Regions from separate parts of the Mus musculus genome. Here regions 1, 3 and 4 are each linked to region 2. The links are chromatin contacts, called in public Hi-C, HiChIP or PLAC-seq and promoter capture Hi-C maps. All regions are on one chromosome and are shown on one strand. The core of a region is the stretch at or near the end of the contact, and the rest is flanking DNA. Distances in the headings are between cores, read along the strand shown.

Region 1 (2,700 bases), core at 48-2,547, 280 kb after region 2:
TGACTTGGAATCTATTTCTTTTATTTGCTCCATTCTGTCCCTGGGAGTCCCCTCCTTGTTTCTGTGACTTGACTTCTTGAACAGTTTTGGATAAGTCATTTGTCACCCACCAATCATAGCAGCAGCTGTTGATACAGTTAGTGAACTTTATGTGACTCTGATTGGCATCCCTTGCACACGTGGGGACTCATGCCTCCGTCCTTGTCACCCAGGCCACCCTTTCCTGGCTGAGGGGACCACAAACACACTGCCATGCCTTACTCAGCAGATTCCAGAACAAAATACACATGTGCACAAATAAATGTCCTCACTGTGGAGAAACTTGCTTTCTTTTCATCGGCCAGCTTTCTCTTGATGCTTTACAAGTGCCCAGAACATTTGGACTGAAACAGATCTTGAACCCCTGTGGGCACAGGCCAGCCTGCTCACCCAGTTGGGTCCGGCATGCAGCTTTCTGGTCACTCACTGAGTTCTCTGCCCTTGGCCTGTATTGTTGAAGCAAGTTTCTGGAATCTGGCACCATAGGCTCCCTGTATGCTAGCTCTGACCTCATCTAACCCCACTGCCCTGGTGAGATCTAACACAAAGCTCACGTGGCAGAAAGAGGAAGTGCCAGGCTGAACCTCTTCCCTGTGGTTTCTTCTAGAAAAAAAAAATAGTAGAAACAAATACCAAAGCTTGGGGATCCAGACCTCATGCATTAAGCCCTCTGAGCCTGTCTGTCTGGTCCCGTGGGCTGCCTTTAGGTGATGAACAGAGAGGGTATAGACACAGACAGTTGATATATAAGTGTGAAGTGTAATTGGGTCCTTCGATTTTGTTTTGGTGACTCTCTAGTAGTGGCAGACAGGAGACAGGTGTGTCTTCCTCTGGCTTCATTGCACCAGTCGCTGTATGATGTGTGGCTGTGCAGTCTCGCTGGCCTCAGGTGACCTCAGGTGACCTGCTTGGCTTCCCCCATCTCAAGCCGTGCTCTCCTTGAAAAGACATGACAGATGTCTAAGACTTTCAGAGCCGTTTTCTGACCAAGCCAGCTCAGTCAGTCAACAGGTTCTCCAAGGCAGGAGTGGGGATTAAAAAGAAAAAGAGACAATTAGACAATACTGTAGCATGACCCCAGCCAGTTCTGAAGCTGAAGCAGGTTTTTTTTTTTTTCCCAGTCTGCTTTTATCCCACTTTAATTACATGCAAAATGATAAGATCAGTTCTGGGTCAAGGGACAAGCAAGGCAATAAACAAAATCCTGTAAACACCATTTTTAGGGGCTAGTCAGGATGACCAAGACAAAAGGAATGCCACACATGCCTCAGCTGAGCCTGCTCTGAGCTTTGCATTAACTCAAGTGTAAATGTTCATAATCTGGGCCTATTTCCTCAGTCCTGACCAAAGTCAGACTCCTGTCTTGCTTGAGCTTACTTCTTCTGTCCTGGCCCGATGTCAGATTCCCACCAAGCATCTGGAAGCAGTCCCCCAAAAGACTACGCACATCTCCCCAGGTTTTATTTCATATAACCCATCTTAGGTCGTTCTGACAAGAATGCCTTCCTTACCCGTCATGGAAAGTGCATTATCCAGACCAATGCTATTCTGTCTTAGGTTGGTAAGGCTCCGTGCAGAATCTTACCTGTTCTTGGCTTACCAACCTGTTCAATTAATAACTGTACATGGGGATCCATTTTTAGTTCCAAGCCATGTATTTTAGCCACCAAAATATTGATGTTGTTAAAGGCAAGTTTTATCACAATGGCAGGAATAAAAGTATTCCCAGGATGAGAAGGGCTAGCATGACCAAGCTATCTATGCCAGCCTTGAAGCTTGACCAAAACATTGACCTCAGGCCATGAATAATTTTATCAGCAATATTAGCAGCATCAAAGCTCAGCAGAGCAGCATTTTTCAAAATCATCATCTCGGTATGCAAAGTTAAAACATCCAGAGAGGTGTTAGAATTATGCCAAATACCCTGAAAGCATCCTCGAACCTTTCCCCAATTATATTGACTATCATTGTAAAGTTTAAAAGTAACACAAATCCACTGATGTTTAGCATGACACTTGAGATGTCTCCTTTTAAACTCTGAACTTCCTCCCCAATAATTTGAATAGTATCACAAAGAGCATCAATCTAATGTTCCAAACGCCTATCTAAATCCTTATGAATACTCAGAATATTAGTAACATTTTTTTTGCTAAATGAATGTAGCTGTTTTAACTTCTTGCATCAAAGCAATAGCAGAAGCAGTGGTGCTAGCTTTTAGTGCAATTCAAGCTTCTATGCCAGCAACAATCAAGCCCACTATCCTATTGCTTCTGCTTAAAGCCTGACTCGCTTCTTTCAGTATTTGCAAGCGTTTTTCAGAGCACCAAGGTCATGTCATACTCACAGGCAATAAAACAAAAGCTGATTGATAAACCACCATAATAGGCATGTCAGATTTCAACACATTAACAAAACGAGAATGTGTACAATCAATACAACTCACATTAAATACAAAAGTTATTTTAACATGGCCAATTAATAAAAGATTGGGAGCCTTAACACACGCACTAAAACATGTTCAATCCAGGTCCTGTCCCAATTTTATCGATTGCTAGCATATCTTCATAAAGAACTGCAGCTAACTTCCAAATATGTCTCTGAAAATGTCCAGCATCAGCCTTCTAAATGAAGACTGTTATTTCCAATATTGGATTGATTTCT
Region 2 (2,700 bases), core at 131-2,630:
AGAGTCGCCAGATAAACACTTAGCTTTTCACCATCCGAACGAACAGCCGGACTTGCCTTGGCACTCGGGTGAGGGCGGAGGTTTTCTTTTTCCACTCACACGGCGGAGAGCTGCGGGACGAACCCCTTCCCGGGCGCAGGCTGGAAGTTCCCGCTGCGCGGCGCCCGGGGCCTGGCGCGCCCCGCCCGGCGCTCCCAGGTTCCCAGTCCCCCTCGGCACAGAGCCATTCCCTGCCGCCCGCCTTCCCGGTCCTGGTCCCTGGCCCAGGAAATTCTTCCCCAGCAGCCCAGGGCTCGCCTCACGTGACCAGCCGCCGTCGCGGCTGCTTCCAGAGAGTTTAAAGGTTACCGAGGAAATTAGTATGGATACAGCCACTGGACCCCAGGAGGACGCATCGGGCTTTCCCGCAGCCCGAACGCCGGTTGTCAGGGCGCGGATCAAGCCTTGTCCTCTTAAGGGGCACACACAAGGTCCCGCATAAGTAGGAGGAGTCACTTTGAGAAATAAACAGACATTCGAACCAGGCCGGGCCCAGGTTCTACTAGTCTTCCACAAGTTCTCGCAACCCAATCAGGCCCAGAACAAATCCCCAGAGGGGAGAGTCTCCTCAAGGGGGAAAAAAAGAGGGTTTCAAAACTCACACCCAGCCGAAGGGCTCAGCAGTCCGGGTGTCCCCTCCCCCATCGCGGCACAGTAGAGAATCCCAGGGCAGAGTGACAAATAGGCCAGCTCTCCGCGGGCGACTGGTGACCGCCGCAGTCCAGGCAGAGTGGGGGAAGGTGATTAGTCTTCTTGGACATTGCGACCCCCTCCATTCCACCAGGCCCAGTTTTAAGTGATAGTGTTGGCCGCAGGGTGCGAGAGAAAAGCGCGGCCCGCTGCTCTCCGGGTCCAGACCCCGCTCTCCTGGTGCAGATCCGAGGAGCACAGACTCGGCCTGCGACAGTCGCTCCCGCACCTCCGCGACGCCACACTCCTGGGTTCCGCGCGGAGTCCTTCCTCAGCTCCCCCGCGCGCCACGGCAAACGGACCCGGCCGGCCCGCTCCTGCTCTTTTCTGCTCGGCTCACTTTTCCCGTATTGCTCCCCCAACCGGCAAAACTTTCTATTTCCCCAAACAGTGGCGCGCGCGCGCGCGCGTGCACACACACACACACACACACACACACACACACACACACACACTCACACACACTGACGTCTTTTGCGCATTTCCTGCATTAGAGGGAGGGAGAATCGCTCGCACAGCGATCGAGGGAAGCAGATCGCGGGCTGAGCGCTCTGGCGGGCGGCGAGCCGGCGGCAGCCGAGAGCGCGGACGCGGGGAGCGCGGCGGGCGGGCGGGCGCCGGCGGGCGGGAGGAGGGGCCGCGCGGAGTCGCAGTCCCTGCCCGGCCGCCGCGCTGCGCACCGCCGGGTGCCGGCCTGCGCCCCGAACCCAAGTGGCGGCCACCTCTACCTCCCAAGCCCGCGCGGATGTGAGATCCCAGGCACCGGGCGCCTCGCGATCGCCGGCTACGGCGCGACTCTGCTTAACCCGGGAGGTGACGGCGGGGCTGATCGTGCGGCTTGTGGATTTTTTAAAAATTTGGCTCCGGGGAGGACCATTTCCTCTCGACATGCATCCCTCCGGATAGACTGCACATCCCTCAGTCCACCCTCCGCCCCGCGCCGTCCGAGGCAGGCGCTGGGTGGGCGAAGAGGATCCGGGTTGAAATCTGTGCCCCCGGTTCTCGTCCCCGCCCCGTCCCGCCGCCCCCTCCCCCTCCGGGAGTCGAAATTGCCCGGGGATTATGTTTCGGAAAGGTAGGTGAGCGCCGGGCGCGGCGCCTGCTTCTCCGCACACGGACCCGAAGAACCAGCGAGGCGGCGAGGCAGCCCCCGCGGCTTGCAGCGGAGGCGACAGCTCGTCTCCTGCCGTGGAGGTGTCGCCGGTGGTGGGGGGGAGAGACTTGCTCCAAAAAAACGGACGTCTCCAGCTCTCCCCCCTCCCTGTTTTCCGTTAGGAATCCGGCGAGGAAATACATGCACTCGCTGAGAATCGGCGGCGCCAGGAGGCAGCGCCACAAGGTGTAGCGAGTGAGTGGGGTGGGGCAAGAGGGGACCCAGGAGTCCCCCAGGCTCCCGGCGCGCCTGCTCCTGCTCTTCAATCCTGCCCTCGGGGCGGACGGAGTGACCCCCGCCCCGACCATGGTAGTGTTCAATGGCCTTCTTAAGATCAAAATCTGCGAGGCGGTGAGCTTGAAGCCCACAGCCTGGTCGCTGCGCCATGCGGTGGGACCCCGGCCACAGACGTTCCTTTTGGACCCCTACATTGCCCTTAACGTGGACGACTCGCGCATCGGCCAAACAGCCACCAAGCAAAAGACCAACAGCCCGGCCTGGCACGATGAGTTCGTCACCGATGTGTGCAATGGGCGCAAGATCGAGCTGGCTGTCTTTCACGACGCTCCTATCGGCTACGACGACTTCGTGGCCAACTGCACCATCCAGTTCGAGGAGCTGCTGCAGAATGGGAGCCGTCACTTCGAGGACTGGGTGAGTCGGTCCTCCACGTCCGGGAGTCCCGGGTCCCAGGGAAAGACTTGCTGCCTGAGCATTGGTCCTGGGGCTCTGGGCTGTCTGTGTGTGCATGTGCGGCTCAGTTTTCTTGAAGAGGCACGTTTTATTTCCTAGCTGAAGAGACATATACAGTAGGGTAT
Region 3 (2,700 bases), core at 144-2,643, 480 kb after region 2:
TCCTACAGGGCATTGTAACCACTAAAATCTCATAGATAGAAAGACCAGTGCCCAGAGATTAACATCAGTGTCCTAAAGGCAGAAGCAGTGGTCTTGGTCGTCCTCCACCCAGCCTTGCCTGAGTGTGGCCCAGAGGTTGTGGGAAAGGCGTTGTGGGGGAGAGAAGGTCTGCAGAGTCAGACAATGCTCTCCGTGTCCAGTGCCACTTTCTTGGGCTGCACAGTATGGACACTGGGAAGGTATATGGGCTGACCAAGGAAAAGAGTAGGCAGTCTCTCTGAAAGTCAGACTTGAGCTGTGGAATCGAGTCTTGGCTGTGCTCTGAAGAAAGCAGCAGTGTTTCAAAGACCAAAATTAGTGAAGGAGCCAACCTCGGCCCTTTTCAGTTTGGGGGATGCTATGCTACCTACATGCCAGTGATAGGGATACAAGGTGATTTGAAAACTTCCCAAGCCTTCAGTGTCCAATGATCAGGAATTGCCTCCCATGGGGGCCATTAACTATTTAAATTAAGCATGGGTGACTAACATGCACCTAAAATGTTCCGAGGGCCAGAAGCCAAGTTGTACAGGGAGTTCTGACCAATCTGCCGAGGTCAGCAAGAACGGCATCCTCTGGCATGGGGATTTGACTCAGTGGTGGGATGGCGGGTGCCTGTCATGTGCAAGACATGGGCTTGATGCCCAGCAGTGTTTACAGTTGACCTATAGGAGAGAGAAATGGTGTGGCCTACTGACTACACCCAGACGATTCTGTGATTCCCACGAGAGACCTAGAACTGAGCTAACCAACCCTCCCAGCAAGCTCATGATAGAATCTTCTCCAGATGCACCAGCGGAGCCTGGTTCTTGAGTGTGGGCACACGGCGGACACCAGCACCATTGCTGCGCCCAGGTGACCTCAGGAAAGCAAACCAGTTTCTGTGACGAATGGGCATGAGTCTGTCACTGATGGTTGATGAAATCCGAGTGACTAAGTAAACAAGGACAGCCAGTGCCAACAAGTTGATGGGTTTTCTGGGGTTCTTTATGTGCACCCTGTCCTCCTTGGTGGCTAGCTGAAAGGGTGTACCAGGAAGAAGGTGTTCCTGACCAAGAATTCCAGCTCATCCTTCACTAGGTTCCAGTGGATCTTTCTGCCTGTCCTATTCTGTGGACCTATCCCCATCCTTTGCAAACCTTCCACTCCGACCACCAGAGTATGTGCCACTAAGATGTCCTTTGGACAGTACCTGATGTTTTACAAGTTGTCGTCACCACCCCTTCGTCTTCCAGATCTCCTGGACAGCCTTCACCCAACACAGCTCTCCCTGTCCCTTAGCCCTATGACCCTTCCCTCCTTCCACAGAGGTCCTCTGAAGAGTTGCAGCCCCAGGACGACTTCCCCAGCCTCCAGCCTCCCACAGCCAGCTTTCATCCCTCTGGGGACCAGTTTTGTTGTTCATCTCTGCAGCAGCTCTTTGCATATGCCCTCCCTTTTCCTCTGACCTTGAAATCCCTGGAGGACAGCAGCTAGCCCACCCTGGGCCAGCCTTCCGGTTGGAGAAGACCACAACCAACTGTGTCTGAGTTCCCTGTCTGAAGGGAACACAGACATTCCCCAGCCACAAATGCTGTTTCTGGAAATTACTTACAGTCTCTCTGTTTCCTCTGTCCCCCTTCACAGCCCTCAGTTCACAGTGGAACTCTGCTGCTGAAGCTGCAAAAAACATAGGACTGACTGCTAAGGACAGGGAAGAGTAGCTTATCCCGTTCCTTCCTGCCCATCATTGTGTCTAGTCTGGGTCATTGGGCTGGCTCCCCTGCCAGCCTCCCCACTCTACCCCCTCTCACTGTTATGCCAAACTCTCTCCCCATTTGCCTATGCCAGGCCCTTCTGGCTTTAACTCAAAAGCCTACTGGCCTCTTCTAAAAACTGTCTCCTGGTTGGACTTAACCCTTCCTTGCCATGTATGTCCCATGTCTATGGGATTCACATCTCTAGAACTCCTCCAGGGGCAGGAGGCATCATGCTGAGACCTGGATGTAAGCTTGGCTCTTTCCCAGTTGGGTAACCCCAACCAAGCCACCAAATCTCTCTGAGTCCTAGTTTCCTCGCTTGTAAAACTGGAATCGAAAGGATCAAATGATTGAGTGAATGTGAAGATGCTCTAAGAAGCTCTGGAACAGAACCTTTCAAACTGACCATAGGTTTCTCTCTTGGGAAAGGAGGAAATACATTATTCAGGAGGGCAGGAAGGGAGGTTTGAAAATGGACCAGGATTCTTCCTCCTAGAATTTCTAAGAGATTTTGATTTGTTCACGTGTGTAGCAACCATCCAAAAGCAGATACAACATATAGCTTTGTCTCAAAGGTGCTCTCTTTCACAGACTACTTAATATCGCCTTTAAGGTTACGGAGTTCTACTAAGAATAGGCTATTTCATTATTATTCTTCCTAGAAAGAATGACTCTGCCCTTTCTATAAGATGGACCCCATCATCTAGGTCAATAACCAGAGGCAGTGCCAGTTACCCAGTGTCTTATTTAGGGTTTTACTGCTGTGAACAGACACTAAGACCAAGGCAACTCTTTTTTTTTTTCTATTAGATATTTTCTTTATTTACATTTCAAATGTTATCCCCTTTCCTAATTTCCCCTCCGAAAATCCCCTATCCCCTTCCCCCACCCCGTCCTCCCCAACCCACACACACTGAGGCAT
Region 4 (2,700 bases), core at 62-2,561, 300 kb after region 2:
AACAAAACCAAACAAGCCAACAAAAAACAGAAACTGAAAGAGATTAATGACTTGGGCAGAAATTTCAAGTTTGCAACAAAGGCAAAAGATATTGGCCTATCTCCTGACATCCACTTCAATTATATTGCAAAAAAGGGGGAGTCAGCAGAGGCAGCTGAGAAAGAAACCCCTACAACCTGCTTGGAGAACTGCCCCTGTATGCTTCGGGGCTGGTCCTGCAGCGAGCAGTGACAGCAGTGCCCAGCACTGGCCAGTGGTCCTGTTGGTTCTGTTCCAGGCAAGAGTAAACCCTTGAATTTGATAGTCCCTCCCACACAACTGCCTGAAAACACCCAGGAATCTACGGCCTGACACGAGCAAGAATTTCGTGCTTGGTTTTTGTAAAGTGAAAACTATCTCTAAAGGATTATTAATATCGAGCTCCTTTTGTGTGGAAAGAGAGAGGACAGTGAAGATGTTGAAGATGTGAATCCTTCAGTGTCCCGCCTGTCAGCAAAAGTATAGTGTTTAGTGGCAGGCCTCCCTCTTCGTGAGTTTCAAGTATTCATAAAGTCTATAAGGAAATGGATCCCTTCCCCCAGGGGAGGGGGGCTGACTAAGTTTAGATGCACAGACCAGTAGGCACACAGTACATAATTCTCTTTGTTCTTTGTATCAGCCCATTTGCAGCCTCTCAGAGACGCTTCTCCACGTTGAGGCTGCTTACTATTCACTTCACCGGTGCAAAAGGTACCAGGACTGTGAAGTTTATGAACTAATCGGGGAAATTTGTAAAAGGTGCCAGGGATTTGAAGTTTATGAACTAGTTAAAGGAGTTAGAAGGCATATCTAGAATGTTTGGGGTTACTGAAGATGTAGTCACCACTCAGCTTGTGCCTCTGTGGGTTCTCTCAGACCAGTCAGGTTCTCTGTCTCTACGAAAGTTTCACCAAGTACTCATACTAAGTGGTAGCCGCTCTCTAACTTTTGGAAACCCTGTCTGCTGTCTGGCAGAGAAAGTCATAAACGAGACGTCTGAGAACTGATTGGGACCTCCAGGCGAAGGGGCGATCATGCCCGCTGAGTGTGGCACAGTGCATCCCGAGACAGCGGGGAACAGCCTTCAGCCAGCTGGAGGTGTTAAGGGACACCTTGTGTGACTTGTCAGTTTCCTAGGCTAGGGGCCTGGGAATGTTTTTATTCTGTGTGTCTATCCTGAGCTTAAAGACTTTTCCTGGGTACCAGAAATTCCACTGCGACTCTGGAATGTAACTCAACAGATAGAGGGAGAAAGCCGACTTCCTGCTTGAGTTTGCCCTCTTGTGGTCAGGTGTAGTAGTGCACACCTGTGGTCTTCGCATTGTGGAATCAGAGGTTAGATTGTGCATGCAAGCCAGTCTGGACTACAGAAGCAGACTTCTAGGATGGCCATAGCAAGACTCTACCTATGGATCGGTGAGTGGACGGAGCAAAGGATGGATAAATTAATAATGTGAGATGTCTTCTCTCTCCTACTCTCCAGGGCTCCTCTGTTCATGCCAGGGAGCCACCAAACCACTAGGGTACCAGTGCCTTATTTGATGATTTAGGCATAGGGGGAAAAAAAACTTTGTAAAGGAAACTGGAGAACAGTTTATAAAAGATACTATCCAGTTATTCTAGCATGGTATAGTTCTTCGCTGTTACCTTGAGCCTATTGGTTGATACAAGGCCAGGTTATAGTGGGGATGCTCTATACATTTCCCGTGTTCCTCCGGTGTTTGTGCATAGTTTTGAATTGCCTTAGATGTAATACATCTTTAGACCACTGTATTAATCTTAAATAGGTTCTTCCTCGTTTGTTGACTAATCTAGCCATGCAGTGAGGAACGTCTGCACTCCATGGTTTTATAGCTTTTGTTTGTATTCAGTGATTGACTTAGAGCTAATTCCTAAGGAACTGACAAGCCAGATCTCTTTGTGAATCTGTTCGCCCTTGTTATGTATTATAATATTGCTTCCTGAAAATGTGTGTCATGTGCCGCTTTCTCTAGCAATAAATGAATAAATCAGTTTCCCCATAGCATGCCGGTAACACATACTATCATGTGGAAACAAAGCTGTAGCCTTATTAGGTATGAAATGGTCTATCCGTGGTGCATCAATAATGCTCTGCTTTACATTTTAAAAATCCCTATTGAGCATATCTTTCATATTTCTTCTGCAAATATTTTTACATTACATTTTTGAGAATCATTTACCCCCTCCTCTCCATTCCATCTTTTCTCGTGTCTCCTTCCTGCTCCCTCTTAAATTTCTGACCTCTTCTTCTTTAATTATTAATAACACACACACGAGAGAGAGAGAGAGAGAGAGAGAGAGAGAGAGGAAGGGAGAGAGGGAGAGGGAGGGAGGGAGGGAGGGAGGGAGAGAGGGAGGGAGGGAGGGAGAGAGGGAGGGAGGGAGGGAGAGAGAGAGGCACCATCATAATTTCTTCTCTTCTCCTCTCTTCTTCTCATCACTACCTCTTCTCAAGCTCCCCCTCTCTATATAAATAGACAGACAGACAGACATGAAAAGAGATAGCAGGTGTCCATGCATCGTACATGTGTCATACATCCTTCCCCCTGGCTAACTATGCACCCTGCTCCCTTACCCAATCTTCACACTTGGCTCTTGGCTTAAGCTTTCTCCTCAGTGACCACACACTCTTTTTCCCCAGAAGGTGCCCCCTCTCTGCAG

Evidence for each region. Promoter capture Hi-C pulls out the DNA fragments that hold promoters and counts their contacts. Hi-C and Micro-C count contacts between places; a contact is called where the count stands out from the background. HiChIP or PLAC-seq counts read pairs in DNA pulled down with a chosen protein or histone mark.
Region 1: a contact with region 2 is called in a Hi-C map of the 63-12 cell line, with 4 times the contacts expected there. The contact joins the enhancer-like site here to the promoter of Prkce in region 2. A contact is called at or near these places in 28 of 39 promoter capture datasets (the 3T3-L1 cell line, 3T3-L1-derived adipocytes, the C10 cell line and 17 more), 9 of 15 datasets of contacts at CTCF or cohesin (CD8 T cells, the NIH/3T3 cell line, embryonic stem cells and 4 more), 283 of 484 Hi-C or Micro-C datasets (the 3T3-L1 cell line, 3T3-L1-derived adipocytes, the 63-12 cell line and 143 more), 70 of 115 datasets of contacts at active chromatin or transcription factors (the 230-238 cell line, CD4 single positive thymocytes, CD8 T cells and 49 more) and 5 of 9 other capture datasets (adipose tissue, embryonic stem cells, embryonic tail and 2 more).
Region 3: a promoter capture Hi-C map of pre-B cells shows a contact between it and region 2, with 2.8 times the contacts expected there. The contact joins the enhancer-like site here to the promoter of Prkce in region 2. A contact is called at or near these places in 7 of 39 promoter capture datasets (the 3T3-L1 cell line, 3T3-L1-derived adipocytes, the HPC-7 cell line and 3 more), 1 of 484 Hi-C or Micro-C datasets (embryonic stem cells) and 2 of 115 datasets of contacts at active chromatin or transcription factors (large pre-B cells and stem cell-derived neural progenitor cells).
Region 4: a contact with region 2 is called in an H3K27ac HiChIP or PLAC-seq map of hepatocytes, with 6 times the contacts expected there. The contact joins the enhancer-like site here to the promoter of Prkce in region 2. A contact is called at or near these places in 11 of 39 promoter capture datasets (the SN4741 cell line, embryonic stem cells, epiblast stem cells and 5 more), 5 of 15 datasets of contacts at CTCF or cohesin (CD8 T cells, embryonic stem cells, large pre-B cells and 2 more), 71 of 484 Hi-C or Micro-C datasets (the AtT-20 cell line, B cells, the Ba/F3 cell line and 34 more), 45 of 115 datasets of contacts at active chromatin or transcription factors (the 230-238 cell line, the HPC-7 cell line, the NIH/3T3 cell line and 30 more) and 4 of 9 other capture datasets (adipose tissue, embryonic stem cells, liver and 1 more).

What each region holds. Positions count from the first base shown.
Region 1 is chr17:86,446,719-86,449,418 of GRCm38.p6, forward strand. The region is part of intron 2 of Prkce (protein kinase C, epsilon); the gene reads left to right. Among named protein-coding and RNA genes, the nearest start is that of Gm30284, 3.1 kb to the left of the region's middle. Within about 2 kb of position 1,298, at least 1 of the 459 cell types and tissues checked has an H3K27ac peak or open chromatin away from gene starts, as enhancers often do. A contact at or near this core is called in the 63-12 cell line, where this site is marked.
Region 2 is chr17:86,166,405-86,169,104 of GRCm38.p6, forward strand. It overlaps Prkce (protein kinase C, epsilon), which reads left to right and starts at 1,381. Exons shown (of 15, transcript NM_011104.3): 1 at 1,381-2,536. The coding sequence starts at 2,189. It overlaps Gm5817 (predicted gene 5817), which reads right to left and starts at 1,081. Exons shown (of 2, transcript NR_165800.1): 1 at 57-1,081.
Region 3 is chr17:86,649,853-86,652,552 of GRCm38.p6, forward strand. The region is part of intron 14 of Prkce (protein kinase C, epsilon); the gene reads left to right. Among named protein-coding and RNA genes, the nearest start is that of Gm52297, 18 kb to the right of the region's middle. Within about 2 kb of position 1,394, at least 10 of the 459 cell types and tissues checked have an H3K27ac peak or open chromatin away from gene starts, as enhancers often do. A contact at or near this core is called in pre-B cells, where this site is marked.
Region 4 is chr17:86,470,585-86,473,284 of GRCm38.p6, forward strand. All of the region lies in intron 2 of Prkce (protein kinase C, epsilon), which reads left to right. Among named protein-coding and RNA genes, the nearest start is that of Gm30284, 27 kb to the left of the region's middle. Within about 2 kb of position 1,312, at least 14 of the 459 cell types and tissues checked have an H3K27ac peak or open chromatin away from gene starts, as enhancers often do. A contact at or near this core is called in the N1E-115 cell line, Sertoli cells, hepatocytes and 3 more, where this site is marked.